Linked DNA regions of Mus musculus: regions 1, 2, 3, 4, 5 and 7 are each linked to region 6. Evidence: chromatin contacts called from public HiChIP or PLAC-seq data. All regions are on one chromosome and are shown on one strand. The core of a region is the stretch at or near the end of the contact, and the rest is flanking DNA. Distances in the headings are between cores, read along the strand shown. Region 1 holds the start of Sbk1 (SH3-binding kinase 1). Region 2 has its middle 30 kb from the start of Sbk1. Region 3 overlaps Gm30928 (a long non-coding RNA gene). Region 4 holds the start of Sult1a1 (sulfotransferase family 1A, phenol-preferring, member 1). Region 5 has its middle 28 kb from the start of Gm30928. Region 6 holds the start of Sh2b1 (SH2B adaptor protein 1). Region 7 has its middle 21 kb from the start of Coro1a.

Region 1 (2,800 bases), core at 59-2,558, 200 kb before region 6:
TTGAACCTAGAGCTGACTCATTCGGCTAGTCTTGCTAGTCAGCTTGCTCTGGGGATCCTGTCTGCCTCCTAAATGCTGGGATTCTAGGCTGCTACACCTGCCCAGCCATAGCTGAGTCCTGGGGGCCTGAACCCTGGTCTTTAGCAGCATCTCGCTTGGTTCCCCTTCTCCCCTCCCGTACTTATTTATTTATTCAGAGACTGGGTCTTTCACTGGAACTCACGGATCAGATCAGGCTGGTCCCTGGGATCCACCTGTTTCTGCCTTCCCAGGGCTGGAACTACAGGTGTCATGGCACTGGAGGAACTCAAGTCCCTCATGCTTGCCTGGCAAGCACTTTACTTAATAAGCCGTCTTCCCAGCTCCACCTAAGGCTACCTGAGTTTGCAATAACCAGCTCTAAAAGTTCTACCAGCAGCTGGAGTGGTTGGAAGAGGATGCTAATTTGAGAAAACAATCTGATCAGAGATTAAAAGGAGGAGAGATTTTGGGTGCGTCGGGGGCTTTTTCTATGAATAAAATAGTATGCTGCATGGGAGACTGGGCCTCTGGAAGGATGCGTTCGTTGTTCCCACTCTGTCGCCATCTCTGCTCGATCGCCCCACCTGCATCCAGGCTACAATTTCCGGTTAATGAACAAAGCTCTTCACACCCGGGTGGCTTTGCACAGCTGCTGCTTCAGCCAGGAACCCCCCACCCCCTTCTTCCGTTCTGCTATACACCTTTAATCCCAGCTTTTCCTTAAACTTACTTCGCGGTCTCCCTACAGCAGAGCTCGAAAGTTCTGCCTGAACCCTGCACGGCCCCACAGACCCCAGGTCTCTGAGTAGCCTAGTAGTCTTATGAGGTCCCCTGGAAATCGAATGGATAGGTGGAAGGATGAATGGGCAGACAGGCGGGTGAACAGATGGACCGGTAGTTGAATGAGCGAGTGCATTCTGAATAGGAGAGCTCGGATTTATTTTTCTTCTTTGAAACAGATCCAGGCTCCGCCCCACAAGCACAGGCTGGAATAGTCTGGGACAGTCTAGCCCCTCGGGGACCAAGCAGCTGGACCAGGTGACCCTCTGTGACTCCCCCGAGCCCTCTCTAACCTCGTTCTGGCCCCCTCCTGGGCTCTGACCTAGAAAAAGAAGCTTATGCCAATGACCGGCGGGCCTTAGGACCCCGCGTGGCCGGAAAGCGGGCGGGGCATCGTGCGGCTCCCGCGGCGGTGGGGAGGTCCAGGCCCGTGGCGCCTGGCGGGAGGGCGCGGCGGGAGTGCGCGTGCGCGGAGCGCGCACCCGGCGCGGCGGACAAAGGCGCGTGCGGCGGCGCGCGAGGCGGAGGGCGGAGCGGCGGGCGGGCAGGTACGCGCCGGCGGGAGGCGGAGCCGCGAGGCCGCGATGGAGCGCAGCCCGGGCGGGCACCGGCGCTGGAGCCCGAGTGCCGGGCGGAGCGGGAGCCTCAGCCGGAGCCGCAGCCTCAGCCCGCGCCAGGCCGGGGCAGGAGCCCGCAGGGCCGGGCTGCTCGCAGCGGCGGCGCCCGAACCCCCCAGCGGCTGAGCGGTGACCTCCATCCTCGCACGCGGCTGCTGGGACGCAGCGACCGATCCAACCCGGGCCCCCCAAGATCTGCTTGCTACAACCGCACACCTCAAGACACAGAGAGACCCAGGCTTGGGGCGCTAGCCTCCCTAATCCGCTACTCCGGCACACAGGGACCCCAAACCTAGGACAGCAAGATCCTCTTGCTAACGAGAAGCCGCGGGCACCCCAAAGCCTCGGGACCCGGGCGACCAAGCCCCTTGCGACGCCTTCAGCGTCCCGGCTCATGGTGGTAGTGGTGCCCTGAGCCCCTCTCGGGCCGGGCAGACGAAGATCGACACGGCGCCCAGGCCCCCTGCCGCGGCGTCCCCGCGGCCCCAGCCCAGGTAAGTGGGACCCAGGTGAGGGGCGGCAGGTGAGTGGTACCGAGGTCCCTAGAGTCCTGCAGGTGGGGAAGGAAGTCCAGAGTGCGCGCTCCCCCTCCTCAGCGTCGCCATGGAGCCGAGGCTGAAGGACGTCTCTTTGTGTCTCGCTTGGAGGAGCCGCCCCCTCCTCCTCTCCCTTCCCCCACCTTCCACCCCAACCCTGAGATTTGGGCACAGCTTCGGACCCCGGGAGAGAGGAGTTGCGACGCCCTGGAGAGGGGTTAGAAGGTGGAGAGTCTCCCCGGAATAGCCTGGAGCCTTAGACCTTAGGTCCTTTGAAGAATAAAGACACGTAACTATCATCTCCCAAAGACCAAGCTGAGTTCTTAAGTGACACCCACCCTCCCCACAGGAAAGAGAAAATTTGGGGCGCCCAAAGGTGAGAGGTGCCTGCATTCTGCAGCTCTGGGTGACAGCTGGGGCTTTGGGTGTGTGCCTTTGTCTGAGAGGGCAGGGAAGGGGCGTGTTTGAGAGGATGAGTCTCTTATTTTCTGACTCTGAGACCCCAGCTCAGGTCTCAGTGGGGCTCTTTATCCAGTCCCTCTTTGTGCTCCCTGCAGAACAGGGAGAGGACAAGCCCTCTCAGTGAACAGCTAGTTTGGGGGAGGGAGGTACCCTGAATGAAGAAACCATTTCGGGTCAGAGCACCTTTCTGCCCCTCTAAGTCCCAAGGACAGCAAACCTGAGTGTTTTCCCTTTTTCTGACCCGGGGAACACCTAGGGCCAAGTCCGGGACTGGGACACTGTGTCCTCTACGATGCAGGAGTGAGTCTGGATTCTTGCTTAAGCTTTCCAAAGCATCTACAATCAAGAGGGCCTCAACAAATGTCCTAAACCCCAGGACCCAGG
Region 2 (3,018 bases), core at 336-2,835, 170 kb before region 6:
CTGCTGCTGTGATAAGCTATGATCAGAAGCAGGTCAGGGTGCAGGGAGGGGTTTGCTTCAACTTACACCAGGTAACAGTCTTTCCTTGAGAGAACTCAAGGCCGGAAATGGCAGCAGAAACCTAGGAGGAAGACTGCTGACGGGCTCCATCTCTGGCTAGCTCTTGCTTGCTCTCTGCCAGCTTTCTCGTACAGCATAGACCCACCTGTCAGGTGTGGTGCCACCCCCGTAGGTGTAACCATCAGTCAAGATGAGGCTCACAGCCATGGCCACAGGCTGATCTGATAAAAGCAGTTCTTCAGCCCGTTCCCTCTTCCCAGGTAGCACTAGGTTGCTGAAAAAGCATGTACCACTCTTCCTTTCTCCTCTCCCTCTTTATAGCATCCTTCTCCACTCTTTTACCTTTCTTCTATTTCACCTTTTGCTCTCCCCCATCCGCAGCTCCCACAGCCTTGCTGAGGGAATGGACACACTGCTCTTTCTCTTTCTCTGTTCCAGCCCACCTTTACTTCATTTGTTTATACACTGACCCTAAAGGACTGTGCATGTGTTCCTTACGCATGCTTGTGTGTGCATACGGTGGCAAGAGCAGCCACTCAGTGCCTCAGACCCCCGTGGTCCCTTGTCTGCATAGAACAGGTCTCTAGTTGCAGGTGGACAAGGAGTCAGCGAAATGAATGACAGACAGACACGGACGCAGCACAGGATTGTGTAGAATCTGAATGTAATTTGTCAGGTCGAGCATCGAACTTTTTATACAGAAGAATAACAAGAAACCAGACCATATACATCCGCTGAGTTACAGTGACACAAAACATAAGGAATATATACATCAAAAGAAGGTGGGGACCAGGCCACTGCCACTAAGAAGGGAGCCAGGTGTAATGCTAGTCTATTGTTAAGCCCACCACCAGGGGTTCTTAGTAAATACCAGATTTATGCTGTTTCTTTGGGCCTAGTGAAGAAACCTGTCTCAGGGGGATTCCCTAACTCTTTCATGGTAAACCCACCTATTTGCTAGGCCATTGTGTATTCCCTTGTCTGGCTAAGACTGACTATTGTCTCAAGTAAACACTCTGCAGATCAGCCCTGAGCTATTCCGGCTCCGTTGTTTGTAATGCCTAATTAGTTTCACCTTCTCTACTAGAAGTAAATTTGAATGTTACTGAATAGATAACCTTCTTACTGAATTCCTACTGAATTCCAAGTTTGTCGGCTTCAAGGATTTTCTGGGACGTTGGAACACTGGCGAAGGCTTAGCTATGTCAGAATCCAATCTTAAAGGGCACTTATAATAAAATAATACTAAAAGAGAGCACATGGATCCATACACCAGACTAACGCGGGGATAGGGTATGAGTATACAGGTTATGAGAATGCCAAGGTTCCAGGAGGTGAGTTTCTCTGAAACTCTTTGCCTTGTGAGTGCTTCCAGGCTTCTCAGCCTGTCAAGCAGACTACACTGGAGTGTGCGTAGCACCTCAGAGGACTTCCTTTCTCACGAGCACCTTATGGCCTTGAGGCAGGGTCTCTCACTGTACCAGGTCATCAGGTTTGGATAGACTGGCTGGGCAGCGAGCTCTTGGGATCTGCCTGCCGCTTATCCTAGTGCTAGGATTGCAGACACTAGCCATGCCTCTATGTGGGTGCTGAGGGTCTGCAGAGCAGCCACTCTTACTCACCCACCTAGCTTCCCAGCCCCCATCTTCAAAATTAGAATTTCTTTGACAATTTTATACATGGGAACAATGCATTCTGGTCATACACCTGCTCCACTATCTCTTTTTATTGTCATTTTGTGTAGATTTTGCTTTATGACCATGGGCATGGGTGTGGAGCTGCCCCTTGGAATAGTAACTCATCAGAGGGTACACTACTGAAGATACTGACTTCCTGACCCCATTAGCTTACCTGGGTGGGACAAAGTCCGACGAGCCTCTCTCTGTCTGTGACTGTCCTTGTCTGCAGGCTGTGCTTGTGCAGGTCCTACGCAGACAGCCACAGATGTTCATGAGTGTCACAATCCATATCATAAGATAGCATTTCATGGCCTTCCTCCCTCCGGTCTGGATCTTATATTCATTTTGCACCCTCTTCTGTGATGTCCCCTGATCCCTGGAGCTGGTGATGTGGGTGTGTCATTTAAGGTGGAACAGCGATGTGGGTGTGCTATTTAAGGTGGAACACTCAACAGTCACTTGCTCTCAGCACTTTAACCAGCCACAGATTTCTGAATTAACCACTGATTGCAACAAAGAGAAGCTTCTTTGGTCATGGCTGATGGTAGCACTAGTCCGTGGTGTATGTATAAATATTTAGGAAGCAGCTTGGCAGCATACCCACTTAGCAAAACTAAGCAGACTCAGCCCCAGTGCCATGACCTCTCTTCTTAGCCCCTAACCATGTGTTCAGTACTAGGAACGAAGTCCCTCCTGTGGACCAGGACTCAGATCAAATAAAAAATACTGTGATTAATATTAATAAATAAGGTCACCCCCTTAACCATCATGTCACCATGGCACCAGTGAGCTTGACAAGTTGGCACTGTAGCATGTAAAGTTCCAAGTTAGAAAAAAAAAAGATTTCTGGGTTTTCTCCCCCAGCTGCCTTGATAGCACTTTCCAGTCCTGTGAAGGGTAGCCAACCATCAGTGAGGGGAGGCTTCTGTCCAGTTCCAGCATATTCTCCAACCAGCATGTGTGGTGTCTTCTGCAGTTTGCATTTTCTTATCAGACAGTTCTGGAGATCAATCAAGAGTAATGGCCATTGGTGGCTCGGTAGGAGCTCTGGAGCCTTTATGGCCAGCAACTCCCATATCTGCTACAAGGGTTGTTGTTTAGTAACCCATGGTCTCTGGGGTTGGTAATATCCTCCCATGTGTAGTGCTTCTGTTCAAAGTCGTTTTAAAAAGCTGTGTTTTAAGATTATCGTATAAGGTAGTGGGTTTCCATGTGCCTTTTTTTTTTTTTTTTTTTAATGGGTTTTCAAGACAGGGTTTCTCTGTGTAGCCCTGGCTGT
Region 3 (3,025 bases), core at 193-2,692, 130 kb before region 6:
TGCTCCCACTGTTGGGAGTCCCAGGAAAACACCAAGCTAACAGCCTCAATGTTGTTTTTTATAAATAAATTAAAAAAAAAAAAAGGAAGGAAGGAAGGAAGGAAGGAAGGAAAGAGAGAGAGAGAGAGAGAGAGAGAGAGAGAGAGAGAGAGAGAGAGAGAGAGAAAGAAAGAAAGAAAGAAAGAAAGAAAGAAAGAAAGAAAGAAAGAAAGAAAGAAAGAAAGAAAGAAAGAAAGAAGAGAGCCAGGTATGTGTGTGGTAGAGTCATGGTATGGTGAGATGGAAGGGGGTGCCTCTGCGGGCCCAGGCTGAGCCATCCCTTCCCCCTGAGGGACCAGCCATACGACAGATATAGTATGGAATAGTTTATTCAGGGCATGGGGAGGGAGGTTGAGGGCGTAGAAGAGAGAGAGAGACAGAGAGACAGAGAGAGAGAGAAGGGAAGGGAAGGGAAGGGAAGGGAAGGGAAGGGAAGGGAAGGGAAGGGAAGGGAAGGAAAGGGAAGGAGAGGAGGCAGGCTATGAACAGGTGGAGAAAGGCTGGTAGAGGAATGGGGAGAGGAGGGTAAGAGAGGAAAAGGAAGAGAGTAAGGAGGGGGCAAGCAGCCCCCTTTATAGTGAGTCAGGTATACCCGACTGTTGTCAGATAACTGTGAGGCAGAGACTAGAAGAAATGCTAACACACAATATATACACACAGAGGGCAGACCCACGTAGGCCTTGGGTTTGCCTTAAGCCAAAATTTGATCACTCAGGAAATAGGTATGTATTTACAGAGAACTTCCATTACAGAATCAATCGAGTTTAAAGAAAATCCCAGGGCACCATTACAGAGGGCTATCTGGTAAGCTTGTATTTAAATATGACTGATAGGTTATTTCTCCGAGGTAAAATGAGCCAATTCAAACCAGATTCGACTATATTAAAGGCAGGTTTATTGGGAAGCTGCTTTCCAGTGAGTTCACAGACTGAGGCCAGGGGAGTCACCAGGGAGAGGCGGGGAGGGAGGAAGAAGAGAGAGCAAGCACACAGAGAGAGGGGGAGAAAGAGAGAGGGAGAGAAGGGGGACCCAAAATGTCAGCAATTATATAAGGGAGAACCTCTCGGGGAAGGCAGCCCAGCCCCTTAGACTGGAAAGTTCAAGCCTGGGGGCAGGATATGCCAGGAGGGACTGAGGAATGCTGGGAGAACCTGGAGGCCAGGTCTGCTTTGGTGTGTAAAATGTGCACCTCCGTCTCTAGTCCCAGTCTGAAGCCAAACATGGACAACTAAAGACCAACCCTTAGAGCATCCCCAAGCTGTAATTCGAGCCCGGGATGCTTTTATTTCGATGTTTTTTTATCCTCTTAGAATAGCAATGTACTTACTTTTAGTTCAACCCTGAGCCCTCTGCCAGTTATTTAAATCATTGCTCAGTTCAGCAGGATTAGCTGGTTTGCAAATTTTATCTTGAGAAACCTCTGCTGCAGCCTCCTGCCTGCCGTGAGCCGAGCCACCTGCCCCCACACCCGTGGTACCTTGGCTCCTTTCTCCGAATCCTCCCCTGAGCAGCCTCTTCTCTTTCCTGCGTTGAATCTCCAGGTCCCAACCAGGAACTGTTTGCTTCTTATTGAGGTTTCTCTTGTTTTCGTAGATTACATTTTTTTCCCTATAGTTTTCTTTTTTTTTTCTTTTTTTTTTAAAGATTTATTTATTTATATGTAAGTACACTGTAGCTGTCTTCAGACACTCCAGAAGAGGGCGTCAGATCTTGTTACAGATGGTTGTGAGCCACCATGTGGTTGCTGGGATTTGAACTCTGGACCTTCGGAAGAGCAGTCGGGTGCTCTTACCCACTGAGCCATCTCACCAGCCCATCCCTATAGTTTTCTAATAAATGGTCTATAAGATATCTGAAAGTTTGCCAAAAAACTTTCATCAGCTATTGCCACATCAATTCCCAAAATGCCTTCTGCGACCTTTGTGTCTGGTCTGTCTATACTTGTTAGCCTTTTGTCTAGGCTCTGCCCCACAGTTACCTGGCAACAGCTAGGTGTGTCTGACTCACTATGAAAGGAGCCTGTTTGCCCCCTCCTCTCTCTCTTGCTCTTCCCTTCTTGTTTTCTCTCCTCTAGCCCCTTCCTCATGCTCTTGGCCTCCCCTCCCCTCCCCTCCTCTCCCCTTCCCCCCCCCCCCACTACCCTCTAAACTCCCCTGCCCATGCTCTGAATAAACTCTATTCTATAATATACTCGTGTGGCTGGTCCCTCAGGGGGAAGGGACGCCTGAGCATGGGTCCACAGAGGCACCTCCTTCCCCCACACCTGACTACACATCCACCAAACATATTTCTTCTTCCTTATCTTTTTATAAAACACAACAGTACTAACATCTGTATTCTTTTTACCACCTTTGTTTGTTGCTGTTTGTGTGGTTTGTTGTGGTTTTTTTGTTTCGCTTTGTTTTTGGTTTTGGGGTTTGTTTTTTTTTTTTTTTTTTTTTTTTTTTTTTTGAGACAGGGTCTCTCTCTACAGCCAGCCTTAGCTCTCAGCCCTCTACCCCACTTTCCTATTGCTAATATTACATGCATATGATACCACACCATATATATCCATGTGCTTTCAGCATTTCTGCCAGCAATATAAAAGCTACGCCTCCCCACACACCCACAGCCGACTGATTTCCTTCTTCCCAATGGACTGCACGCATCCCTTTGGTGCTCTGATTGGCATTTCACTGGCCTCTGGTGAGGTTGAGAATCTGTTGTGTATTTATTTGCTGTTTGTGAACTGCTTTTTTTTAAATGTTCTTTTCTTTTTTATCTGTTGTTTTACTGTTCTCACTTGCCTGCCTTGGTTGAGAGTTCAGCTTGGCCCTCAACTTGGCTTATAGTCCTTCCTCATCACTCTCCCTCAATAGCTTTATACCAGATGAAAATATAAAATATATGCATAGTCAGAGCCTCTCTCTGTCACTCGGGGTGAACTCAGATTCTTAGTCCTCCTGTTTCAGCCTCCCAAGTGCTGGCATCAAACTTGTATGGCAGC
Region 4 (2,836 bases), core at 171-2,670, 200 kb after region 6:
GCTGAAAAGCACTACCATAACTGGGGTTTTCTGTTAGTTGGTTGGTTTTACCTTGATCTTTTGATCCAGCAGACTCTGAGGGAGTAAGGACAAGGGCAGATGTGTCTTAATGATCCGTGGGGCTGGTGTCTCTTTCAGAGTTTCAAGACCTAAGTTGAACAAGGAACTTTGTTAAACTGGGGCCCGGTCCTACCTTTTTCCACTTGTCTCTAGCACCCCCATGCACATACCTGGGGGGACCCCTGGGCAGCTGAACTCAAGGAAGGGTATCCGGGCATAGACGGGGGCCCGGCCACACTTATCTAGCTTGCCACCCTGATAGATCATATCCATGATCTCACTCATCCAGGTAGTACCTGGAAAGGGAGGAGCAAGAGGTGAGCGAGGCTCAGAGTCTTGACCTGCTTACCAAAGTGTGTGTGTGGTGGGGACCACTGCTCGCTCACCAGACTTTGGGTACGTGCTGATGAGCACATCATCAGGCCAGGCTGTGAAGTTCTGCAGTTGCTCCATTGTCTCCGCAAAGTATTTGATGAGTGGGATTCCCTTCACAGGCACCAGTGGTTTACGCAAGGGCTCCATGTTGCTGCATTGAGAACAGAGTAAAACCCACTTCTCTAGCAAGTCCACAGTACCATGTGTTAAATGATTTAAGACGGGGATCCTGGGGCTTTGGCAGAGCCCCCCAAAGTGGCAGGTAGATCTGGGATCAAAGGCAAATCTATCTCCACCAAAAGTCACCACTGTGCTATGTCTGATCACCTGTGGAACATTGTTCCATGTCCCTAGTGCCCAAGCATACATAGTCCAGGCATTAAAACACTCTGAGGTAGAATCAGTCCAATGTGTGCTGTTTCCTAGGATATTCCAGCTCATACATGAGAAAACGGCAGGCACCAGCCGAGTCTTCACTACTTCCTAGTGCAGCTTCAGGCCATGGCCTCTCTCTATTTTTTTCCCCTTGAACTTCCTGTTATCTTCAGAAATGCCTCAGCCCATCTAGAACTGATATCCTATTTTGCTCTGAGACAAATATAACCAATTTAGCTATTAAGCTTGTTGCAAGGTAGGGAGAAACTTTCTACTAAAATAAAAAGGATTCTAAAACAAGCCAGAGCGGAGGGGAACTCAGACAAACCACAGTTGCTCTTCTGAGGTGGGGTATGCATGGAGAAAGTAGAGAGGCTAGAGGCCCAGGCAGCAGTCAGGCAGACTAATCAAAGTGTAAGGACTAGCTGGCACTTGAAGAGCAGTGGAACCAGTATCTGGGCAGGACAAGGTGGCCACCCCACTCTGCCACTCACCTGGGGTTCTGAGCCATGCCTCCCTCGGTGCTCAGTGGTAGGGATCTTTGTGTAGGCTTTGCAATGTGGGGAATGCAGAATTGGTCTTTGAGCTGGAGATTTTGTGTCCCAAGTGGGAGGAAGTGGAAACAGTGCTAGGACTGGCTGTTCTCCAGAAACAAAAAGGGGAGGAGGTGGAGTAGGGCAGGGTTCTGTTAACCATACTGTGGACTGTGGGTTTAGCCTGTTCAAAACAAAACAAAACACCAATCAGGCCACAGCATGGACAGTGGGTTTCTTTTGCTCTGCTTCTGACTCCTTCCTAACTTACCTAAACTTAAGGTAGAACAATGGGACTTTTCTAATTAACCCACTCTGGCATAGGGAAGAAAGTAGCCAGATGGGGACACCTGCTGGCTCCAAGCCAGTCTTGAGGACACCTTGGGCTTCGATCAGAGCAACCACAGCGATGCCTGGAACCTCTGACGTCAGGGAAAGTCCAGAATGATGGGAAGGAGCAAGGTCAAGGAACTAGAGGTGCAACAGAGTTGGAGGGGTGTTCATGGGAGTGTGAGTCTAAAGGCCCTGGAAGGTGCCCCTGCCTTCATGGCTCTAGTCTACCTCATCCAATACCACACGTGACTGGTGGAGATCAGTCCCTAGAAAGATTTTCACCCTCTGCAAAGACAAGAGGCTGCAGCTGGGAGAGACACACCTCCAGGAGTGAGGAGTGCCCCCTTGACCTCTGTCTGCTGTTGGAGTGAAGATGCAATATCAAGCTGCACTGGGGCTGCAGAGGCTCCTGTACCACAGCTGTGCACCTCCTGACCCTTACAGAGTTGTCATCTCAGAGGAGAGCTGTGCAAAGCTGGGCATCAGGACAAGACTTCCCATTTCTCTAGAGGAAATTGTGTTTGTTTGAGACTATGTAGACTGATGACAGGACCACTCCGAGGTGTGACTGAGGGGAGGATTTTATTGTAGATGCTAGGGAGAGTTCAGCCATAGTGATCTGGAAGAGTCCAGAGAGAAAGAAGTGGACTGAATATGACCAGAAAACTGGACTTGGCCATGAGAAGTGGGTTTGGGCATGGGATAGCAAGAGATGAAGACAAAGACGAGGACTTGGAGAGTGGGGTTGGGGGATGCGTAGCTGAGATAGCTGGGTTATAGGACAGTGAGAAGCTGGTAGAAAGGGAGCCTCTGGGCCAGGGGAGCGAGAGGAGCCAAGATGCCAGCATGCCTTTTAGTGTGCTAATAGGTACCACAGATCTGTTCCTTCTGCCAGAATAAGGGAATGGCTCCTTTAGTAGAGGAGAACTGCTTCGAGAGATCCTAAAGAATGCTGGCTTTGGAACTGACAGAGACAAGGTCTCATACTGGATCCTAGGCTGACTAGGAATTCACCATGTAATCCAGGGTAGACTTGATCTTGTGGCAATTCTGCTCCAGCATGTCAAGGGCTAAGATTGCAGGTATGAATGTATATATTCATATATTATGTCATCTTTTTTCTTGTGGGTGGGCGTTCGGATCCAGTGCCAGGCCTTAGA
Region 5 (2,883 bases), core at 97-2,596, 150 kb before region 6:
TGCAATGTTCATGACCAGCCGACCTCCTGTTCCTGCCACCATGCCCCTCTGTGCTTATGGAATCCCCCCCCCCCATCAACCAGAATAAACCCTTCCTCCTTTTTTCTTTTTCTTTCTTTTTTTTGGGGGGGGTGGGGGGGGGTTGAGACAGGGTTTCTCTGTAGCCCTGGCTGTCCTGGAACTCACTTTGTAGACCAGTCTGGCCTCAAACTCAGAAATCCACCTGCCTCTGCCTCCCCAGTGCTGGGATTAAAGGTGTGCGCCACCACGCCCAGCTAAACCCTTCCTCCTTAAAATGCTTCTTTCTGGTCAAGGACTTGCTCGTGGCAATGAGCAGAGGAACAAATATCCTCCACATTTTACATCAGTCTCAGCGTTCCTGTCTTCCTGATGTCCCCAGAATGATGCATTAAACTCTGCAAACAGCTTTTAAGATGTCTTTAGCCCACAGTGACAAACTCCTCCACATTCCTTCTACAAATCAGTCCCAAAGGATGTAAACCACGGGGTCAGGCCTATAACAGCTGCCTGCCCTCGCTTAGCAGCAGCTTCTCCATTAGTTTATTATCTTATCATTGTGATCAATACTAGATCAGAAGCAATTTAAGGGAGGAAGGGTTACTTTTGCCTTACAGTTTAAGAAAGCGAACAGTCTGTGTTGGCAGGGAAGGCAGAATGGCCGGGATACCAAGTGGCTTTTTGAGTCTATTGATCATATCGTTATATTAGTGATTTTAATCCAGTGACAATCAGGCCTCCACATAGTCCTATAGTTAGAGTGGGTCCTGTCATCTGCAGATTCCTTTTTTGCTTAAAAGCTGCTCTGATAGTAGGGCGTGGTGGCGCACGCCTTTAATCCCAGTACTCGGGAGGCAGAGGCAGGCAGATTTCTGAGTTTGAGGCCAGCCTGGTCTACAAAGCCCAGGACAGCCAGGGCTATACAGAGAAACCCTGTCTCGAAAAAACAAAAACAAAAACAAAAACAAAAACAAAAACAAAAAAAAGCTGCTCTGATGTTCTAGCCATGGGCTCCATCATGTTGCATTTTTCTCCCAGGTGAACTCTGCAAAATAGCTCAAGACATCATTCTCCTGCAATGACCAGACACCACAACACTTCTTCATACGAGATATCACGTCTGACTAACTCTGACAACCCATAAATGGCTACTCAGGAGCATTCTCAGGATCTTCCTGGACAATGTTAAGGTGTCTTGGTTTAAAATTGAGTCGGGTCTAAAGTTGGACAGTGTAAAATACATTGTGGGAAATGGCACGGGTTCTTTCTGTAGCGTTTTAAGTAGTACCTATGTCAATGCTCGCTTTGTCCAGCAGGTGGCAGCGTCTACCCTTTCTGGACCGGGTCTTCTCTCTGAAAGCGAGTTTTAGAAGCAGAGTTCCTGAGATGTACATGTACATGTATTTTTTGAAGAAATTTTCAAAGATGATGCAGCCCAGGGCGGTGTAATCAGACGTTATAAAGCTACAGGACATTTCAACATGAGACATCACAGAAACCGGATGAAACCATCCTCTTTATCATGCTGCTGAGAGTCTCCTTTTAAAGGACAGACAGATGTCCCCAAGGCTAACTGGAAAGCCCCAACAGGATGAACTTAAGCTAACCACTAGCCCAGCACCGGAGACCAATAAACAAATGTGGAAAAACACAGGTTGCTCCCACTGTGATAAAAGAATTCTGGGCTTATAAGAAATCAAGTGTTCTCTTCTGGACTCCATGAAGCAAATGTGACACTGAGCTACTTGGGCCAGAAAGATTCAGCAGAGAAAGGTGCTTGCCTCCAAATTAAACAGCTCAGGTTCTATCCCCGGGGACCCACGCTGTGGAAGGACAGAAGCAACTCCTGCAAGTTGTCCACTGACTTCCCTGTGTGAGCCTAAGCACTATATGCCCACCTCCCAAATCAATAGACAGCAAGGGAACAAGCAACATTAAAGATTACCTCTATGGAAAATAGTAACACCAGGCTATGACCAATAGTACTGCTACGGCTGCTACACTGTAGCCCTGGTTGTCCTAAATCCACACCTGGAAGCCATTTTAACTTACCTAATGGCGCATTTGAGGTGGAGAGGGGCTTATGCAGCCATCTTCTTCACAGAGACACATACAGAAAACTATGTCTTCTCCAGGTTACCTGCAGTATTTCCCTGTGGACCAGCTACCCCTCAGCAGTGGCTAAGATTCTGTAGAAAACCCAGTGAACTTACTAGGATTCTATCCAGAGCCTGGGGAGAGATTACATACAAGAGTGTGGTCCATCGCAGAGCAGCTGCATCACTGGAAAGTCTTCCCAGCATAAGTGACAACTTCCCCACAGCTGCCCCCTCAATCTTGTGTCCTGTGTTTACTCAGGCTCCTCCAGAGAGCAGTGGCGTTTCCTGCAGTTAGGGCAGAGTCACGTGGCAGATGGCCATTTCCACAAGCCAGTAAAATACCTAAGGGTATTCTAAACACTTTTACCCACAGATAATGCAGCTCATCCCTCACCATAGCAGCTTTTTTCCTAAACAGATGGCAACTGTGACAGAGGTCCAGAGCTGGTCTATGTATGTGCAGAGGTTGTATATACAGGGAGAGCAGGGTCTCATCATGTAGACCTGACTAGCCTCAAACCCATAGAGGTCCACCTACCTCTGTTTCATGGGTACAGGGATTAAAGGCATGGCCGCCACACCTGGTCATAGAATACACTTTTAATTTAATTTTGCATTTCATACTATGCTGAAGACTGAACAGTGGCTTTGAGCATATGGAAAGTAGCTTCCCTGATGGTAAGTCCCCAGGTCCCTGTAAAGACTTTACAGTTGGTTTCATTTTGTTATGCTACAAAATGACTTAAACCGACTTTTCTAGGCTGCA
Region 6 (3,076 bases), core at 324-2,823:
TGCACAGTTCTAGTCTCCAGGGATATGCTGGACCAGCCTCGACCACAGCTCCCACTGCTCTGTTCTCAGGGGACCAAAGGGTGCAGGGATTACACCCTTTAAAGACCTTGCATCATAGGTCCAATGAGTGGAAGTTGGACTGAAGGCTCAGTTGTCTTCGAAGCTGATCCTATAACCCAGCACTTAAGCCCTGTGGGAAGACTTGGATTGGCTGAAGGCCAATCTCTGGGTTGCCCCTACAGTCTAGGGCTGAGTGATAGCAGCGCTAGAGAAAAAGAGATGGTGTGTTGGGTCAGGACAAGTCTTTACTAGCCACAGAAGTAAGGCATCGCACGGAGCCGGGGCTCAGGAATTTTCACTCCCTGGGGAGTGTACCTGTGAGTTTTGGACTCAAGCCCCAGCTCAGTCCACCTGTTAGCTGTGTGAACCTAGCTTTTGTCTCTGTAAAACACAGTTACTAACCGCTACCTGCTACAGTTGTCAGGAGAAATGAAATGACAAGGAACATGTCTATGCTTTCCACAGTAAGCACACAAGACATCACTGCCACTGTAACTATTTTTTATGGGGGAGGACAGTATGATGGGTCCCATTTGCGCTCCAGAAAGGAAGCGCTTCTGCGGGTGCCCCAACTCTTACATCACAGCTAGAAAGTGACAGAGCTCCATATGTAATTTACAACCGGTGGCTCTTTGGTGAGTGGTCCTGCCCTATGATCGACTGAAAGGAGACACCTCTGGACGGCTCAGGAAAGTCTACCCAAACTATCAGTGATGCCAGCCTCTTCATCAAGCCTACAACCAAGCTGCAAGTCAGAGACCCCCCCCCCCTCCCCTTCCTCCTTGGCCTTTCCTACATACTCCGATGGCTCCAACCACAGGGACAACTCCAAACCAGGGAGAAGCAGCCAGGAGATGCGGGAGTCACAGAGCACAGGGGAATCGGGGCCAAGAGGCGCAGGCACGGCAGAGACAGTCCCCAGCCAGAGGCTACCTCGGCTCACACAGGCCCACCCAGCCCTCAGCACTACTGGCCGACCCAGCCCCCTTCAGGCCCGCTGACCCTGCGGTTCCTGGACTGGTGACTCAGTTTCTCTTCTGCCAAGACGGCTCAGTCACAGTTTTCCGGTGCACCTGCCTCTTGGCTTAGTTCTGACATTCCAGAAGGGCGGGTGGTGGAGGGTGCAGGCTGCGCTCCAGGTTCGGACCCTCCGGGCCCCGTGGTTAATCACTCGGACCCGATCCTAGTCGTTGGACACCCTCCACAAGCCCCTGGGCCGGAGCCTCCGAGGGACCAACTATCTGCTGCCCTCTCGGGAGCCGAGCACCCCTCCAGCCCCGAGCCCCCACGCCCACCCCCGCCCAGGCTTCTCAGACGACAGGGTCGAGTCCGGAGAGGAAAGAGGCACTTGAAGAGGGGGGTTCCGGTTCCGGTCCCACCTGCATCTCGGTCCCCGCGCTTAGCTCCGGCGGCGGCAGCGGCGGCGGCGGCGACGGCCGCAGCTCCCGCTCCCTGTGCCCCCCGCCTCCGCGACGGGCTCCCAGCACGCGCTTCTGCGCAGGCGCTGGGACGGGTTCCCCGACGCGGAAGGAAGCGACCATAGAGAAGAGCAGTAAGAAGGAGGGCACCTTCGTATTCACTTCCGCCATCGTTCTCGGCGCCGAGGTTTTCAGGAGCTACGCCAACACAGGTCTCACTAAGCTCCCGTGGCTTCGGCAGTTGTACCTAAAAGGAACCACTGAGGCAGCTGTGGGAAGGCGTTGGGTCCGTCATCCGAAGCAAATTCTAGACAAAGGCGAGAAGTTAACCATAGAGAAGCCACTTGAGCGGAGAGAGTAGCCGCCCACTAAAAGAAATCAGCGAGATGATAAAGCTCTTTGAAGAGCTGGCTGCAGCCTAGAGCGCCTGGCCCTGCATCGAGGGGTACACGGACACCGCCCCCAGGGATCTGGCGAGCGATGTAGCGGTGACCTTGGGAGGCCGAGTGGAGTGGGCGGAGCCTGAACTTAACGACCTTGGTCTTTTAGGGGAAAGGGACAAGGTGGTCCTGGAGGGCTCTACCTTAGACGGGAACTAAAGTTGGGACAGCAATAGTGAGGTCAGTTTTGGACATGCTTGCGGGTCATCAGTAGGTACATAGAGATAGAGCTTGAAGTTCAAGAGAGGCTTCAGGGCAAGTTAGAGGGATGACGAAGTAAGGTACAAAGTGCTGTTGAGACCTTGCGCACAAATACCTTCTAGCAACCCAAGCTCGCATTGATCCAGCGTCACTACAGCTGAAGTAATTGAAAAGGCCAGAGTAGATTGGGATCATTGACAGGGCCCAAAAGATTATGTCTATAGCTTGTCATCTGTGATTGTACTCTACTCGTGCGGTCGGTCGCTTTCACCCACAGAGGGGCTCTAGTCTTCTTGGTGTGGCAAGATGGTTTTCCATAGATTCAAATTTAAATCCTAATAGTTAAGCAACTCAGTGTAAGGAGTATCACTCTTTCTAAGATCATCAATAAAATTTTCAGAATTAGGCTAGTGAGATGCCTTTTCAGTAAAAGTGCTTGTGTTTTCTATGCAAACCTGATTAGCCAGAATTCCCTCCCCATAACCCACTGTGGAAAGAGAAAGGATGTTGGAAAGTTGGCTTCTGACTTAGAACATGGCACACACACCACACATGTGTGATACCCCCCCCCCATCACATACACATAAACAAAGTGGTAATAAAATGTAAATAAGTCACACTGCTGGAAAGAGAGCTAAGTGATTAAAAGACTAGCAGCTCTTGCAGAGGCCCCGCAACCACATGGTGGTTCAGAACTGACTATAACTCCAGCTCCAGGGGATCTGATGCCTTATGACCTCAACAGGGACACGTACATACACGCAGGCAGGCAAAACGCACATATAAGATAAAATAATATTAATTTTGGAAAATTTAAGCCAGGCAGTAAGGAGCAATGCCTTTAATCCCAGCACTTTGGAGGCTGAGGCAGGTGGATATCTGAGTTCTAAGCCAGCCTGGTATATACAGCAAGTTCTAGGATGGCCAGGGATAAACAATGAAAACCATGTCTCAAAA
Region 7 (2,890 bases), core at 271-2,770, 250 kb after region 6:
CACATGGCCTGGCATGACCCGGCCAGACAGATAAGAGCAGAAGCGCTCTTGATGGTTTTGTATTTCTTGTTCTGTTTCACCAGGAGCTCTTGGTGCTGAGCCTGAGTGTGTACTAGATGCATGAAAAGGAAACGTCCCTTCCTAACAGGATATTTTTTGGAGGGAGAAGTAATACAAAAAAGTACAGTTTTCACTTATATTGTGAAATGTGAAAATAAAATCATCAGGTCTTTTAGTTAAAAAAAAAAAAAAGATACCTTTATATCTGTCTCTCTTCATATTCCCTCCCTCCCTCTTTCCTTCCCCATTCCATTGGAGTCTTCTGTTCTAGTCTCCTTCCCCATCCATTCATAACTATCTATTCTATTTCCCTTTCCTGGGGAGATCTATCTGTACACTCCAGTCCCTTACTCTATACCTAACTATTGTGGTATTATATAGATTGTGGCTCAGTTATCATTGACTTAACAGCTAATATTGACACGTAAGCTAATACATTACTTATTTGTCTTTCTGGGTCTACGTTATCTGACTCAGGGTGATTTTTTTTTTCCTAGTTCCTTCCATTTGCCTGCAAATTTCATTATTTCAGTTTTTAAATGGCTGAATAATATTCTGTTGTGTAAATGTACCACATTTTCTCATCCATTGATCTGTGACAGCCATCTAAGTTGTTTTCCAACTTCTGGCTATTATAAAGAGCAGCAATGAACATGGGTGAGCAAGTGTCTCTGAGGTAGAATGGAGCATCCTTTGGGTATATGCCCCATAGCCGAGCATATACAAACCACTACAGTGGTATAGCTGAGTCACGAGGTCTTCAAGTCTCATCTTCCTGAGAAACCACCACACTGATCTCTACAGTGGCTGGCAAGTTTGCACTCATACCAGCAATGGGTGATTGTTCCCCTAACTTCCCATCCTCGCCAGCATTTGTTTTTATTGATCTTAGCCAATCTGCTGGGTGTAAGATAAAACCACAAAGTAGTTTTGATTTACATTTCCCTGATGACTAAGGATGTTGAAAGGTTCTTTAAATGTTTCTCAGCCATGGAGTTTCCTCTTTTGAGAATTCTGTTTAGATCTGCACACCATTTTTAAATTGAGTTATTTGGGTTTTTTTTTTTTTTGTCTTGTTTTTGTTTTTGTTTCAATCCTAGGATGTTTATTACAAAGGTAAACTTTGATCCTCTAGTTGGACTTAAGAGTAAGATTTCTAGTATGGAGTGTGGGCACCAGGACCTCGGAACTTTTTGGATTTATGACCACTGTCAGGTATCTTTAGTCTCGTTCTTAGAGGTCTCATCCACGTACTTTTGGTAATAAGCCATCAGGGCTTTGGAGATGGGCTGTCAGATAGCATAAATTTGGGGCACATGACCACCACACTTCACATGAACCCGGACATCCACACCAGCAAATCTCTCTTTGCCCAGAAGCAGAACTGCCTCAGTACCTTGTCCTGCAGCACGCACAGCTTGATCATCTCCAGGGGACGTCTGTCCACCCATTTCCCCATTTGCAGTGTGCCACAGCTGTGCCTATCTTCTTGTGACCGAAGACCTACACAGACTGCAGCTGATCCTGAGACTGTGAGCAGCAAGGATGGACATGAGCTGGTGCAATCTGAGAAGGGTTTCCTCAATACCTTGGTTTTTTAGGTTCCTTATATATTTTGGATATTAGCCTTCTATTGAATATAGAGTTGGTAAAAAAAAAGAATTTTTCCCATTCTGTAGCCTGCTGCTTTGTCTAAATGACACTGTCCTTTGCTGTGCAGAAGGTGCTCAGTTTAATGAGGTACATTAGTGATCTTAATGCTGAAAATTGCCCTTTGAAGATCTGCGAAGAATTGTGTTGAGATTGTGAAGGGGACTGCATTGACTCTGCAGATTGCTTTCGGCAAGATGGTCATTTTTTGGACTGGTGAGATGGCTCAGTGGGTAAGAGCACCCAACTGCTCTTCTGAAGGTCTGGAGTTCAAATCCCAGCAACCACATGGTGGCTCACAACCATCCGTAAGGAGATCTGACTCCCTCTTCTGGAGTGTCTGAAGACAGCTACAGTGTACTTACATATAAATAAATAAATAAATCTTAAAAAAAAAAAAAGATGGTCATTTTTACTATATTAATCCTACCTATCCATGAACGTGGGAGATCTTCCCCATCTTCTGACATCTTCTTCAGTTTCTTTCTACAGCGTCTTAGGGTTTTTCTCGCATGAGTCATGCACTTGCCTGGTTAGAGTTACCCCACGATATTTTCTATCACTAGAGGCTCTTGTGAATGGCGTTGTCTCTCTCTGTCTACTTGTTGTGTGTACACAGGATGGCTACTGAGTTTTGTGAGTTCATTTTGTATCCAGCTAGTTTGCTGGAAGTGTTTATCAGCTATAGGAGTTTCCCAGTATCTGAGCATGTGGTCAGTTTTGGAGAAAGTTCTGTCAGGTGCGGAGAAGATATATTCTTTTGTTTTTTGTGGGAAATGTTCTGTAAATATGTTAGGTCCAATTGGTTTAGAAGGTCAGTTAGCAACAGCATTTCTGTTGAGTTTTTGTCTAGATGACCTGTGTACTGGTGGGAGCGGTAACTAAAGTCTTGCAGTATTGGTGTATGAGAGTCAATATGTGACTTAAGATATAGTAGTGAGTTTTTGGGGGTTGGTTGGTTTGGTTTGAAGTGGGGTGCCCTTGAGCTTGGTCCATAGATGTTGAAAACTGGAATGTCCTCTTAGTGGATTTTTCCTTTGATGGGTGTGTAGTATCCTCCCCTTCTGAATAGTGTGGTTTAAAGTCTGTCTTGTCAGATATTAAAATGGCTACATAAGCTTGTTTGTTGATTCCTGTTATTTTGTTATTCTTGTAGTGGTAGTAGTGATGTGTGTGTGTG

Evidence for each region. HiChIP or PLAC-seq counts read pairs in DNA pulled down with a chosen protein or histone mark.
Region 1: a contact with region 6 is called in an H3K4me3 HiChIP or PLAC-seq map of embryonic stem cells, with 26 read pairs. The contact joins the promoter of Sbk1 here to the promoter of Sh2b1 in region 6. A contact is called at or near these places in 9 of 39 promoter capture datasets (the C10 cell line, the HPC-7 cell line, HPC-7-derived erythroid cells and 5 more), 20 of 484 Hi-C or Micro-C datasets (the AML12 cell line, the HL-1 cell line, cortical neurons and 4 more), 11 of 115 datasets of contacts at active chromatin or transcription factors (the SCID.adh cell line, embryonic forebrain, embryonic stem cells and 2 more) and 4 of 9 other capture datasets (adipose tissue, embryonic stem cells, liver and 1 more).
Region 2: a contact with region 6 is called in an H3K4me3 HiChIP or PLAC-seq map of embryonic stem cells, with 22 read pairs. The contact joins the enhancer-like site here to the promoter of Sh2b1 in region 6. A contact is called at or near these places in 3 of 39 promoter capture datasets (macrophages, neural stem cells and stem cell-derived epiblast-like cells), 6 of 484 Hi-C or Micro-C datasets (B cells, the HL-1 cell line, the N1E-115 cell line and 1 more), 6 of 115 datasets of contacts at active chromatin or transcription factors (bone marrow-derived macrophages, embryonic stem cells and stem cell-derived neural progenitor cells) and 3 of 9 other capture datasets (adipose tissue, liver and pancreatic islet).
Region 3: a contact with region 6 is called in an H3K27ac HiChIP or PLAC-seq map of embryonic stem cells, with 8 read pairs. The contact joins the enhancer-like site here to the promoter of Sh2b1 in region 6. A contact is called at or near these places in 3 of 484 Hi-C or Micro-C datasets (the G1E-ER4 cell line, embryonic stem cells and nephron progenitors), 14 of 115 datasets of contacts at active chromatin or transcription factors (CD8 T cells, the SCID.adh cell line, T-cell acute lymphoblastic leukemia and 4 more) and 1 of 9 other capture datasets (liver).
Region 4: a contact with region 6 is called in an H3K4me3 HiChIP or PLAC-seq map of bone marrow-derived macrophages, with 2.9 times the contacts expected there. The contact joins the promoter of Sult1a1 here to the promoter of Sh2b1 in region 6. A contact is called at or near these places in 3 of 39 promoter capture datasets (hippocampal neurons, liver and neutrophils), 2 of 484 Hi-C or Micro-C datasets (the AML12 cell line and bone marrow-derived macrophages), 5 of 115 datasets of contacts at active chromatin or transcription factors (acute myeloid leukemia, bone marrow-derived macrophages, large pre-B cells and 2 more) and 4 of 9 other capture datasets (adipose tissue, liver, macrophages and 1 more).
Region 5: an H3K4me3 HiChIP or PLAC-seq map of embryonic stem cells shows a contact between it and region 6, with 23 read pairs. The contact joins the enhancer-like site here to the promoter of Sh2b1 in region 6. A contact is called at or near these places in 4 of 39 promoter capture datasets (embryonic stem cells, liver, macrophages and 1 more), 2 of 15 datasets of contacts at CTCF or cohesin (both in embryonic stem cells), 25 of 484 Hi-C or Micro-C datasets (B cells, the BV-2 cell line, the Ba/F3 cell line and 8 more), 19 of 115 datasets of contacts at active chromatin or transcription factors (the HPC-7 cell line, the SCID.adh cell line, T-cell acute lymphoblastic leukemia and 7 more) and 4 of 9 other capture datasets (adipose tissue, embryonic stem cells, liver and 1 more).
Region 7: a contact with region 6 is called in an H3K4me3 HiChIP or PLAC-seq map of bone marrow-derived macrophages, with 3 times the contacts expected there. The contact joins the enhancer-like site here to the promoter of Sh2b1 in region 6. A contact is called at or near these places in 1 of 39 promoter capture datasets (liver), 3 of 115 datasets of contacts at active chromatin or transcription factors (bone marrow-derived macrophages, fetal liver and stem cell-derived neural progenitor cells) and 2 of 9 other capture datasets (adipose tissue and liver).

What each region holds. Positions count from the first base shown.
Region 1 is chr7:126,271,188-126,273,987 of GRCm38.p6, forward strand. Sbk1 (SH3-binding kinase 1) reads left to right here and starts at 1,309. Exons shown (of 4, transcript NM_145587.3): 1 at 1,309-1,912.
Region 2 is chr7:126,300,971-126,303,988 of GRCm38.p6, forward strand. No RefSeq gene overlaps it. Among named protein-coding and RNA genes, the nearest start is that of Sbk1, 30 kb to the left of the region's middle. Within about 2 kb of position 1,586, at least 5 of the 459 cell types and tissues checked have an H3K27ac peak or open chromatin away from gene starts, as enhancers often do. A contact at or near this core is called in embryonic stem cells, where this site is marked.
Region 3 is chr7:126,343,754-126,346,778 of GRCm38.p6, forward strand. All of the region lies in intron 2 of Gm30928 (a long non-coding RNA gene), which reads right to left. Among named protein-coding and RNA genes, the nearest start is that of Gm30928, 6.5 kb to the right of the region's middle. Within about 2 kb of position 1,443, at least 19 of the 459 cell types and tissues checked have an H3K27ac peak or open chromatin away from gene starts, as enhancers often do. A contact at or near this core is called in the SCID.adh cell line and embryonic stem cells, where this site is marked.
Region 4 is chr7:126,674,998-126,677,833 of GRCm38.p6, forward strand. Sult1a1 (sulfotransferase family 1A, phenol-preferring, member 1) reads right to left here and starts at 1,421. Exons shown (of 8, transcript NM_133670.2): 1 at 1,305-1,421; 2 at 447-586; 3 at 231-356; 4 at 52-149. The coding sequence starts at 1,321.
Region 5 is chr7:126,322,600-126,325,482 of GRCm38.p6, forward strand. No RefSeq gene overlaps it. Among named protein-coding and RNA genes, the nearest start is that of Gm30928, 28 kb to the right of the region's middle. Within about 2 kb of position 1,347, at least 24 of the 459 cell types and tissues checked have an H3K27ac peak or open chromatin away from gene starts, as enhancers often do. A contact at or near this core is called in the Ba/F3 cell line, the HPC-7 cell line, the SCID.adh cell line and 4 more, where this site is marked.
Region 6 is chr7:126,473,557-126,476,632 of GRCm38.p6, forward strand. Sh2b1 (SH2B adaptor protein 1) reads right to left here and starts at 1,574. Exons shown (of 9, transcript NM_001289541.1): 1 at 1,440-1,574.
Region 7 is chr7:126,724,376-126,727,265 of GRCm38.p6, forward strand. No RefSeq gene overlaps it. Among named protein-coding and RNA genes, the nearest start is that of Coro1a, 21 kb to the left of the region's middle. Within about 2 kb of position 1,521, at least 23 of the 459 cell types and tissues checked have an H3K27ac peak or open chromatin away from gene starts, as enhancers often do. A contact at or near this core is called in bone marrow-derived macrophages, where this site is marked.